Linked DNA regions of Pan troglodytes: region 1 is linked to region 2. The links are chromatin contacts, called in public HiChIP or PLAC-seq maps. All regions are on one chromosome and are shown on one strand. Each heading gives the region's core, a stretch centred on a gene start, on an enhancer-like site or on the middle of the called end of the contact. The rest is flanking DNA. Distances are from core to core; before and after follow the strand shown.

Evidence for each region. HiChIP or PLAC-seq counts read pairs in DNA pulled down with a chosen protein or histone mark.
Region 1: an H3K4me3 HiChIP or PLAC-seq map of stem cell-derived excitatory neurons shows a contact between it and region 2, with 5 times the contacts expected there. The contact joins the promoter of RASD1 here to the promoter of ATPAF2 in region 2. A contact is called at or near these places in 1 of 7 Hi-C or Micro-C datasets (stem cell-derived neural progenitor cells) and 1 of 1 datasets of contacts at active chromatin or transcription factors (stem cell-derived excitatory neurons).

Annotation. Positions count from the first base shown.
Region 1 is chr19:50,311,286-50,316,501 of NHGRI_mPanTro3-v2.0_pri, forward strand. It overlaps RASD1 (ras related dexamethasone induced 1), which reads left to right and starts at 2,819. Exons shown (of 2, transcript XM_003315591.7): 1 at 2,819-3,333; 2 at 3,619-4,788. The coding sequence starts at 3,048. The coding sequence ends at 3,701.
Region 2 is chr19:49,770,011-49,775,974 of NHGRI_mPanTro3-v2.0_pri, forward strand. It overlaps ATPAF2 (ATP synthase mitochondrial F1 complex assembly factor 2), which reads left to right and starts at 3,289. Exons shown (of 8, transcript XM_009432658.5): 1 at 3,289-3,652. The coding sequence starts at 3,520. GID4 (GID complex subunit 4 homolog) reads right to left here and starts at 3,319. Exons shown (of 6, transcript XM_009432656.5): 1 at 2,631-3,319. The coding sequence starts at 3,068.

The DNA of each region.
Region 1 (5,216 bases), core at 1,569-4,068, 540 kb after region 2:
AACACACAGAAAACAGAATTATTTATTGCATACAGCATGGGACTGTGATCAACCTGGACATCAAATGCCGCGATGGCTGACAGGGCCCAGGCGGCGGGAGTGCTGGGAAGCCCAGTACACATGCTCCCTCTCTGTGGGACTCCGGGATCCACGGGGCGGATGGTTCTGTGAGTTGCGAGTTGTTCCTGTTTGTCTTCCAGCCCCCAGTCCTCCCCGGCCACTCTGATTAGCCAGCCTAGGGTAGGGCCTGGTATAAAGTCACACAGGCAAACCCCAGAAGAAGGAAAAAGGGCACCTGCATGAACAAAGAGCTGGGTGGCAGAGGCTGCACCGGGGTAAGACTTCCTTCATGCAGTTGGGAGTCCGGCCATGTGGGGACATCAGGAGATGCCACCCCACAGAATTGGTGTCTAGGCTGTCCTGGGTGTGGCCGAGAGAGGCCCTGATCCCAGTGCTTCTTTCATTCTGGTCCTTTCTGAAATGGTTTGGATTTTTAAAAAACCATGAGCATTTATTACTTTTGTAATAAAAGGAAAGAGATGCCCTTTTAAAAGAAAAGACAAGGGCGGAAACAAGGAAGTTGGCTTGCTGCTTGAGGAGTAAAGTCCCAGGGGCCACCTCCTTGACAGGAGGCGCTCTGGGGCATTCAGAATGGGAATGGCAGGTGGGCCTGGGTCTTTACAACCCAGCATCCGTAGGGCAGACGGCCATGCACAGATGGTACCAGGAATCACTGTGGCTGAGGACACAGGCTAGATCAGTGCCTGCCAGTGTCATGTTCCTGATTTAAGGGGCCAGCCTGGACACTGACCAGGGGAGAGCTGGGCTGTGATCCTTGACCCTCGGGCCCTCCACTCATATCAAATGGACCCTCTTGGGACTAGAGCCCCAGGAGGCAATGGCTGTTTGGGGTCCACCTTCACTATAGCCCTGGCCATCAGTCATCCCAAGTTAGAGCCCGGCTGCCCATGCAGTGCCGCTGTGGGAGGCACAGGAAGGCGGTGCTCAGTCTGAAGGTGGTTCAGGTCCGTACCTTAACTGGGCCCCCCCATGTACCCTCAACTGGCTCCTTTATGCAGCGAACACCCTGCACCACTGCAGCCCTATATCCAGGGCTGGGGCTCAGTTCCTTCTCCCCTTCTCCCAGACTCTGGCAGACATACCTCAGATGGGGGCAGGAACCAAGAATGGCAGGGCTCCAGCCCCAGCTAGCCTGTCGGATAACTGCTGCATAAGTGACACCAGGAATCAGAGCCAGGCCAGGGCCACTGATGAGCCCTTGGATGCTCACCGTGTGATGCGTGCATTTGAAATATCTGACAGTAAGAGTGAGGCCTGGGAGAGATGCAGGGACTCTGAGGATGGGGGCCAAGCTGGGCTGAGAAACAAGTTAGTGGTGTCCTGCAGCAGCCCCTACAGCAAGTGCCAGCGTGGGAGGGAGGTGGGTAGGCATGGGGTGGGTGGTATGGCACTCACAGCACTGCCTGCAGACCACCACCACCTGACAGCTGGGCCGGTGGTGCCAGCTAATGGCTCCCTAGTTTTCTCGTAAGTCAGACGTGGCCAAAGCAAAACACTGAGCACACAGGTTGCCTTGAGGAGCAGTGACTGCTTCAAGAGCTCAGGGCTGAGGAGCTGGCTCCAGATAGCCTGTTGCCAATGTTCAGCAACATCACCCCACTCCTGGTTACTGATCGACCTGGTGTGCTCTTGAGAGTACCCCCACCAGGCCCCATGGGTCAATACTACTGTTATTGTTGCTATTGTTATTACCAGGCCCCGCCCTCCTAAAGCATTTGCATATTTTCATCCTTAATCACAGAACCAGAATCAGTATCTTCCAGAAGAGAAAACTGAGGCCCAGGAGAAAGCAAGAGGCTGTGCTGTGCTCCCAGGGCCTTCCTGGGCTCGCTGTGGCTTTGATCTCCAGGTCTCTCAGCTAGACAATGAGAACGTCGGCCCACGCGCGGCACAGTAAAAGCCCAAAATGCTATGATGGACGGGGTGGGCCGCTGGCTGCAGAGCTCTCCATGCCACAGAGCATCTCTGGCTGGGAGAAAGGAGCAGGCTGAGGCCTGCAGCAGAGCGCGGGGTTGGGGACCGCTCCTGTTGGGCCCCAGCCCGGCGCCCTGAGACCCCTGCTCCATCCCTGTCGCTCCCCACCCGCCTGCTCCTAGCCTCTGTTCTAGCTCTGCCCGCGGCGGCCACAGCCTCCCCGAGCCGCCGGCCGGGCCCTCTGCTGCCCTCTGGCGGCCCGAGCGCGCGGTGCCGAGCTCCGCGCCTGAGGCCCTGAAACCCCGCGTCCGCCCGGCGGTCGCCTCCCGGGAACAAGAGCCCGGCTGGGGACCGGAGCGGAAGGGGGCTGGGGCTGGGGCTGTGCTCTGAGGACTGCAATATACGGTCCGCGCAAGCACCCAGCAAACGCTGCTGCGCTTACTAGGTTACTTACTAGATTCCTATTCTCTGGGGAAACTGAGAACCAAAGAAAATAAGTGTACGCGCGCGGGAGGTGCAGGAATGGGGGTCCTTGCCCGAAGTCGCAGAGGGACAGGGGCACCGCCGGGACCAGAACCCCGACGCCCCTGCGGCCGCCGAGCCCGCGGCAGTGGAAAAGCGGAGTCCGAGCGCCTCCAGCCTCAGCCCGACCCTGGACTGCTCCCCCCAGCCCCCGCGCCCAGAGAGCAGGAGCCCGGCAGCGGGTGACGATGTCGCGGGGACTGGGAGCCGGTGCGGGGGAGGCGGGCCCCGCGGGGCGTGACGCACCGAGCTGGGAGGGCCCGGGCGGGGCAGCCGAGCAGGCTGCATATAAGGGCGGCGGCCGGGCGCCAAAGCCAGAGCAAGCGGCCTGTGCCCAGATCCTGGGAGAACCCCAGCCGAGCCCAGCCTAGCCCGAGCCCAGCCCGAGCGGAGCCGGAGCCCCAAGCCCGAGCCGCGCCCAGCCCGAGCAGAGCCCTCCAGCCGCTCACCCCGCGTGCCACCCCAGCGCCCCTCAGCCGCTCTCTGCCCTTCTCTCGGCCCCGCGCCCGCCCTCGCGGCCCCTCTGCCCAATGAAACTGGCCGCGATGATCAAGAAGATGTGCCCGAGCGACTCGGAGCTGAGTATCCCGGCCAAGAACTGCTATCGCATGGTCATCCTCGGCTCGTCCAAGGTGGGCAAGACGGCCATCGTGTCGCGCTTCCTCACCGGCCGCTTCGAGGACGCCTACACGCCTACCATCGAGGACTTCCACCGCAAGTTCTACTCCATCCGCGGCGAGGTCTACCAGCTCGACATCCTCGACACGTCCGGCAACCACCCGTTCCCCGCCATGCGGCGCCTCTCCATCCTCACAGGTGAGCCGGGGGCCGGGCAGGTGCGGGAGGGAAGGGCGGGGAACCCTCGGCCAGGGCGCCCCGCGAGCGCCGGTCCGGCTGCCGCGCGCCGAGTAGTGCGCTTCGCGCTTAGAGAGGCTAGCGCGCCCCGCGCGGCCTCAAAGTCAGCCCGACTTGTCCCCTGGGCGGCCACCCTCACCTTCTCCTTTTCTGCTCTCTGTGCCCCCTCTAGGAGACGTTTTCATCCTGGTGTTCAGTCTGGACAACCGCGACTCCTTCGAGGAGGTGCAGCGGCTCAGGCAGCAGATCCTCGACACCAAGTCTTGCCTCAAGAACAAAACCAAGGAGAACGTGGACGTGCCCCTGGTCATCTGCGGCAACAAGGGTGACCGCGACTTCTACCGCGAGGTGGACCAGCGCGAGATCGAGCAGCTGGTGGGCGACGACCCCCAGCGCTGCGCCTACTTCGAGATCTCGGCCAAGAAGAACAGCAGCCTGGACCAGATGTTCCGCGCGCTCTTCGCCATGGCAAAGCTGCCCAGCGAGATGAGCCCAGACCTGCACCGCAAGGTCTCGGTGCAGTACTGCGACGTGCTGCACAAGAAGGCGCTGCGGAACAAGAAGCTGCTGCGGGCCGGCAGCGGCGGCGGCGGCGGCGACCCGGGCGACGCCTTTGGCATCGTGGCACCCTTCGCGCGCCGGCCCAGCGTACACAGCGACCTCATGTACATCCGCGAGAAGGCCAGCGCCGGCAGCCAGGCCAAGGACAAGGAGCGCTGCGTCATCAGCTAGGAGCCCCGCCGCGCTGCCGACACAACCTAAGGAGGACCTTTTTGTTTAAAAGTCAAATCCAACGGCCCGGTGCGCCCCGGGCCGTGAGCGCGCGGACTGGCGTCTCCCCTCCCGGCGATCCGCCCCCAGCACTGGGGAGGCGCCACTGAACCGAGAAGGGACGGTCATCTGCTCCGGAAGGAAAGAGAACGGGCCAAGACTGGGACTATTCCACACCCCCGGTCCCCCATTGAGGCCCGCTACCCCCATAACTTTGGGAGCGAGGGCCCAGCCGAGGGTGGATTTATCTTCTCAAAGACCTAAGAGTGAGCGCGGGGTGGGGGAGGGATGTGAAGTTATCCAGCCTCTGCTAGGCTTCAAGAAACCGTCCTGCCCGCTTGAGGGTCAGGACCCACGGGGCATTATCTTGTCTGTGATTCCGGGTTGCTGTGACAGCCGGTAGAGCCTCTGCCCTCCCGAAACTAAGCGGGGGGGCGTGGGTCAAATCATAGCCAAGTGACTTGTTTACATGTGAGTGAAACTGCACAAAGGAACACAAAACTTGCACTTTAACGGTAGTTCCGGTGTCAACATGGACACGAACAAAACCTTACCCAGGTGTTTATACTGTGTGTGTGTGAGGTCTTTAAAGTTATTGCTTTATTTGGTTTTTTAATATACAATAAAATAATTTAAAATGGAAAACCGGTTTGTTTTTTTTTTTTGCTTTTAGAGATGGCTGGAGTGGGGAAGGGTGGGGAGAAGGAAAGGGCTGGGCTTTGACTTAGGTGGAACTAGAACTTAACCTTCCCCAGAACTGGAAAATAACTCTGGCCTTCTGAAGGCAGCTTCAGCTGCCAGAAAAGCCCCAGATGCCTGGGGCATCTATGCAGGGGATTGTTCCCTAGAAAACCGGGAAGAATATAAAGGATTTCAGGGTCCCCCCCGGAGATGAACTCTTTCTAGCCATCCACCCGCTTAATTTTCTTTGGGTTAGATGACAAAAGGCCTCATTTTCTGAGAGAATGTTCTGAATTCTTCAGCGTAAAAACCACTGGAACTGTGCCTAACCATTTTGTCACCAGACTCAGTGTGGGCCCAGGCAAACTTTCGGACTGTTGGAGGCATCAGTC
Region 2 (5,964 bases), core at 2,039-4,538:
TATATCCATTCAATGGACAATTGTTACAATGAACGATGCAAAATAAAAAGGAATATAAGTGCTGATACATATTACCATATGGATGAACCTTGAGGACATTATGCTAAGTGAAGGAAGCCAATCTCAAAAGGACAAATACTATATGATTATATGAAATGTCCAGAATAGACAAACAGCAACAAAAATAGATAAGCAGTTGCCTAGGATTGGAGTGGGGGTTATGGCTAAGGGTTACATACAAGGTTTCCTTTTGGGGTGATGAAAATATTCTAAAATTAGGTTGTGGTGGTGGTTAAACAACTGTGAATATACTAAAAACTATTGAATTGTACACCTTAAATAAGTGAATTGTATCTAAATAAAGATACAAAAAGAAAGAAAGAAAACAAAACAAAACAAAAAGAAGCTGAGTTATAAAAGGCAGAAGTATTTTAAGTCTAAGAAGGCTGTGTCTGACAAACTAGTCCTGGCTGAAAAACCAGATGATGGGGCAATTCACATGCCACTGACTAGTCGTGATGATGACCAAGCAGCTCACCAATCCAGATGTAGGGCAGCATTCATTGGCATGACCACCACCCCCACCATCAGACATCTTACTCAAGTGGCTCCCAGCCATCCACCAGGTTTCTGCTCTGGGCTGCCTGAGACCTATCAGCCCTGCCCCAACTCAACCACCGCTTCCCCTGGTTCATGATTCTCCTTCTGAAAGGAGCTCAGAAGTGATACCCTAATGACAGAAGGGAGCAGCAGTTGCTGCAGTAGCCAAAGCAGACTCCCCTTTGACGCCTGGCTATCCTGCCAATTGTCCCCTACTACATCAGAAACCATCAAACTGAACAACAGGGACAAATCCAAGATCATCCCAAACGTGACCCACCCAGGGATCTCACCTCCAGAATTCTATGACTAGGTGCAAAACAAACCGAAAAACCCCTGTACCTTCATACTCGACTCTCACATTTTAAGAAGAGGATCACTACATTAGGCACACAGTTATGAAGACAAAAATATTTCAGCCACAATCGTATTTCCATTATAATAAATATCGTGGCTCATGATAGAACTTTACAGCCCAAAGATATGATTAACATGACGATGCTGTTTCAAGTAAGCAGAGAAAATGATTTATTCCCACAAAGCAGTATGAGAATAAAAGAGTGATGAGTGCTCCGCAGTTAGCAGAAAGAAAAGGCACCCTCATTGTCTTTTGGATGGGAGACCTACTCTTCAGAAGTGAAACTAAGATTTGTTTTAAATGACCAAAAGGAGAGCTTGAGGAATAAATATACTGTACATTCCACCCTCACACCCCAGGGGGGTGGGGCGGGGGGAGGCAGTGGGGCAGCACACAGTGCCTTTCAGAGGGACAGGTGTTTGGAGGGGCTTCTGGGAACAGCTTGGCAGATGAGGTGTCAGACTAAGGAAAAAAAGGGCAAAGGGAAGGGGAAAGGGGTTCTTAGTCAGGCAGGGGTAGGTATAGAGGAGGAAGAGTTTCGTGGGGAGGGGAGATAAAAGAGTATTCACCACTGCCACTCCATTTCAGCTGGCAAAAAGTGTCAAGCCTGAGAGGAGTGAGGTGTGGGAAAGGCCCAGACAAGTGAAGCTGTACTTCCGAAGCTGATCAGGGACTGGCAGCAGGTATTCAGGAATCCAGGTCAAATGGGGGGAGGCAACTGGACATGAACTAAAATTGGGTGAGTTAGATTTCCCAGTACATGGGTACCAGAGACTAAGAGGAAGCCCTGTGCCTATGTAGAGAAAAGTTAAGAACAGGAAAGAGGGTCCCCTGGAACCAGGATCGAGCAAGACGAAGGTATGGGGTGGGGAAGTCTGGATAGAGGCCAGGAAGACTGGGAAAAGACTGCAAATGGTCCCAGAGCAGGGGCAGGAGGCCTGGGGGTGGAGAAGCTGGAAGGAGCTGGGTGCCTGGACCATGAAGAGACAGAAGCAGTGAGTGGAACAGGGGACCCAGGAGGCAACATCCCAGCAGACTGTGAGCAGCACTCAGGGAGTGAGTGCCTGGTCTTGAGGTGAGGCCAGGGCCTGACCACTCAGTTGCGGGTTAGGTGCTCCCCCGTCTGGGGGTCTGATGAAGCCCTCCTAAGGAGATCTCAGGAGGAGGAAGACCCCAAGGTCTGCGGATTCCTGGAACTGAGGAAGGGGCAGGAGGACATGTCTCAGGTCTGAGAGAATCTGACGTGGGCCCAGACATGGGGAGGGTCCCAAGTCTGGTGAAACCAATGGAGAGTTCTTCAGGGTCTGAAAAGGGCTGGTGGCAGTCCCTGATCTAGTGACGACAGGTCATGGGGAGGAAGGACCCAGGCCTTCTCCGAGTCATGAGGGGCTTCCGGATCCCAGACGGGCCGGTCACGGGCTTCAAGTCTGGGAGTGTTCGGGGTCCGCCAGGAGCCGGTCACGACGGGCTCTAGGTCCGAAGGGGCAGGTCAGGGCTGGGGCTCGGAGAGTGTGAGACACAGGCTGGGAAGGTCCCGGGTGGGAAGCGCCGGGTGCAGGAGGCCCCGGCGGCGAGGGCCTGTTCCGCGGCTGCGGGGTCGAGGAGCCGAAGCGGGCACGGCCCGTGAGCGCCGCGAGGAGGCCCTCGGGCCCCGGCCCGGCCCGGCGCTCACCTGCAGCACCACCTCTACGTCGTACGAGTTCCCCTTGCTCTTCTGGTGGCCGCGGAACTTGGAGCCGCTGTAGAGCAGGCTGGTGGCCACGCCGGGCTGCTGGGTGTTGATGGGCGGCGGCGGGATGAGTGAGGCCGCGGAGGCAGCGGAGGCACCGGCCGGCGGGGGACACTCGGTGCGGACCGGCATCGCGGGGTCCCCCGGAGCCAGGGCTGGGGGGAGTGGGAGAGGAACCGCCGCCGCCGCGCGGGAGCCGAGGAGGGTGGCGGGGAGGGAGAGGCCGGGGCGCGCACGCGCGGGGTGGGGGCGGGAGGGGCGACCACCCGCCCGCTGCCTGCGGAGCAAGCGCTCCGGCCGCCACCGGGACCCAGGGACCTGCAAGCAGGGCCTCCCAGTCCTGAGCTGGGTCCCCCTCCCGACTTGCCCTCGCGCACACATACACACACACAGACACTCACAGACACACAACACACAAACACACACAGACACACACACACCCCGCCCCTTCCGATTGGCTCAGGCGAGCCTGGGGGGCGGGAGCAGGCTCACGCGGCGCTTCCGCCCATTGGCGGGAGGAGAAAACACGTGGCGCGGTGCGCGAGCGGCCCGCTGGGACTTGTAGTCTCCTCGCCGAGGCGCGGCGTGGAGGGGGCGGGGCGAGGTGCGTTTGTGATGCTGATTGACTGGGGGTGTGCGCAGGAGGCGCGCGGCGGCGACGGCGCGCCGTTGGTGTCATGCGGAAGATGGCGGCGTCCAAGGGAGGTTGAGGGCTCTGAGGAGGCGTTGAGAGGTTTCCGTACAGCCCGACCGTGCGGCTTTGGGGATCCCATCGCTCTGTGTTTCCTGCTCCAGGTTTCGCGTCTTGCATCTTCCCAGACCCTCGGGCGCGATGTGGAGGAGCTGCCTCCGGCTGCGGGACGGGGGACGCCGTCTCCTGAATCGGCCTGCGGGTGGCCCCAGCGCTTCTATGAGTCCGGGGCCAACCATCCCGTCTCCAGCCCGGGCTTACGCCCCGCCGACAGGTAAGACCATGACATGTTCTTTTGGGTAGGGGCCGAGCTGGGGTAAGGTGGGCTTCGGGCTTCGGCTGTGCAAAGCGAAGTAACTGAGGCAGGGTTCAGGCTCATGAGCTTATGCAGGCCAGTCAGGTCTTTTTACAGATGAGAAAGTGAAGCCCAGACAAGGGCAGACGACCCGAGAGGGAACAGCGAGTCACGCACGATACAGTAATTGATATTTGGCCTGTGCAGGTTTTCTCAAAGCTTATGGCTGCCCTCCCTTTAATAAGGAAAGCAGGTGTCATCTTTGTTTTCAAAAGGGGAAGTTTGGGCTCTGAATCAGGACTTCGTCTAGGTTACAGGCAGACTCTCTCAGAGGTTTGTGGTGTCTGTCTGACTGTTTTCCGTGTCTCCACTGCCCAACACAAGACCTGCACAGAAGGGACCTAGAACCTGGGTCTTCATTCCTCCATCCCGGGCACTTCTGCTGCAGGTTTCCTGACTTTCCCTCCTACCACAACCTCTGCCATCTGCAGCCTTCTCTCCTAAATAGAAATTGACACCTCCACCTCTGACTGTGGAGTCACCTCCACCTCCAACTCTGACTGTGGAGTCACCTCCACCTCCAACTCTGATGAAGCTTAGAAGTAGTGGCTCTTTCATTGCTGATGGTGAGTGGTGTCAGGGTAAGAGTGAGAATGACTCATTTTAGTGAATGAAGAGCAGTAACACCCTCCCACCATTCAATTAGTTTTATTGTGCTGGAGGCAGGAGGCACGGTTGTCTTTAAGACCCACCTGTATGTATTGGTAGAGAAGCTCAATTAAAGAAGAAAAAGGCCCACCTGAATGATGTTCACTGTTCATTGCAAAAGGTTATAATATCCTGATTAAATTGTGGTTTATAATATCCTGATAAGGGACATACAAAGAAACTGTGAGAACACAGAGAATCGCTTACTCCCATCTTGGGGATGTTCAGGGTTTAGAATGGGTCTTGGGTGAAAGGGCGTTTGTTTAAGCTGAGCCATGATAGATGAGTAGGAGTTCAGCAAAAAGGTGGGAGAGTGTTGGGTATCTAGAACGTGTCCAGGGTGACAGCAAGATATGAGGGACTTTTCCCTGACACTGCCTGTTTTAGAAAATCCAGAACTTCACAGGCAGTTTGGCATTGTGGCAGGAGTGCAAATCTAGGATCTGATGCTGGCTGAACCTCTGAGGTCTGTGTGATCTTGGGCATGCAACTACTTCCTCATTTTTCTCCACGCGTTGAAGTACTAGGTTGCCTTTGAGGATCTTTCTGGCTGTCAAGTTCTTTTTTTTTCTTCTTCTTCTGTTTTTTGTGTTTTTTTGAGACGGAGTCTCCTCTGTCGCAGAGGCTGGAGTGCAGTGGCGCCATCTCGGCTCACTGCAACCTCCGCCTCCCAGATTCAAGCGATTTTGTGGTCTCAGCCTCCCAAGTAGGTGGGACTACAGGCGTCTGCCACCATGCCCTGCTAATTTTTGTATTTTTAGTAGAGATGGGGTTTATATTGACCAGGCTGGTCTCGAACTCCTGACTTTGTGACCCGCCCACCTCGGCCTCCCAAAGTGCTGGGATTACAGGCGTGAGCCACCGCGCCCAGCCAAGTTCTATAACTTTATAGAAATGGGGAAGGGGGCTGGATGCAGCAGGGAGCTGAAGTTTCACCTGTAGGACTCAGGGGAAGGGCCTGGAAATGGGCCATGAAGGGCCAGTAAAGAAGAGGAAGGAAGGGCATCCCAGGGAGGCATAGCAAAGGGGACACATTCAGGAGTTCACCAAGTTGGCAAAAAGCAAAGGGTTAATTAATTTATTTATTTACGTATTTATTTATTTATTTTGAGATGGAGTTTTACACTTGTCACCCAGGCTGGAATGCAATGGTGTGATCTTGACTCACTGCAACCTCTACCTCCCAGATTCAAGCAATTCTCCTGCCTCAGCCTCCCAAGTAGCTGGGATTACAGGTGTCCGCCACCACACGTGGCTAATTTTGTATTTTTAGTAGAGATGGGGTTTCACCATGTTGGCCACACTGGTCATGAACTCCTGACCTCCGGTGATCTTCCCGCCTCAGCCTCCCAAATGCTGGGATTACAGGCGTGAGCCACCATGCCCGACCACAAAGGGTTAATTTAGATTTGTGGATGCTCACTTTACATAATGGTGGCACTTGATCTACTGCCTTCTTTTCCTTTCTAAAAAGCCTAAACTTACTAGTTAGGCTCTTGGAAGTACCTGGCACATGGTAGGTAGTCAAATGTGAAAGAAAATAGGAATGAATGAATGAGAAGGGAGGTGCATAAATCAGGCCC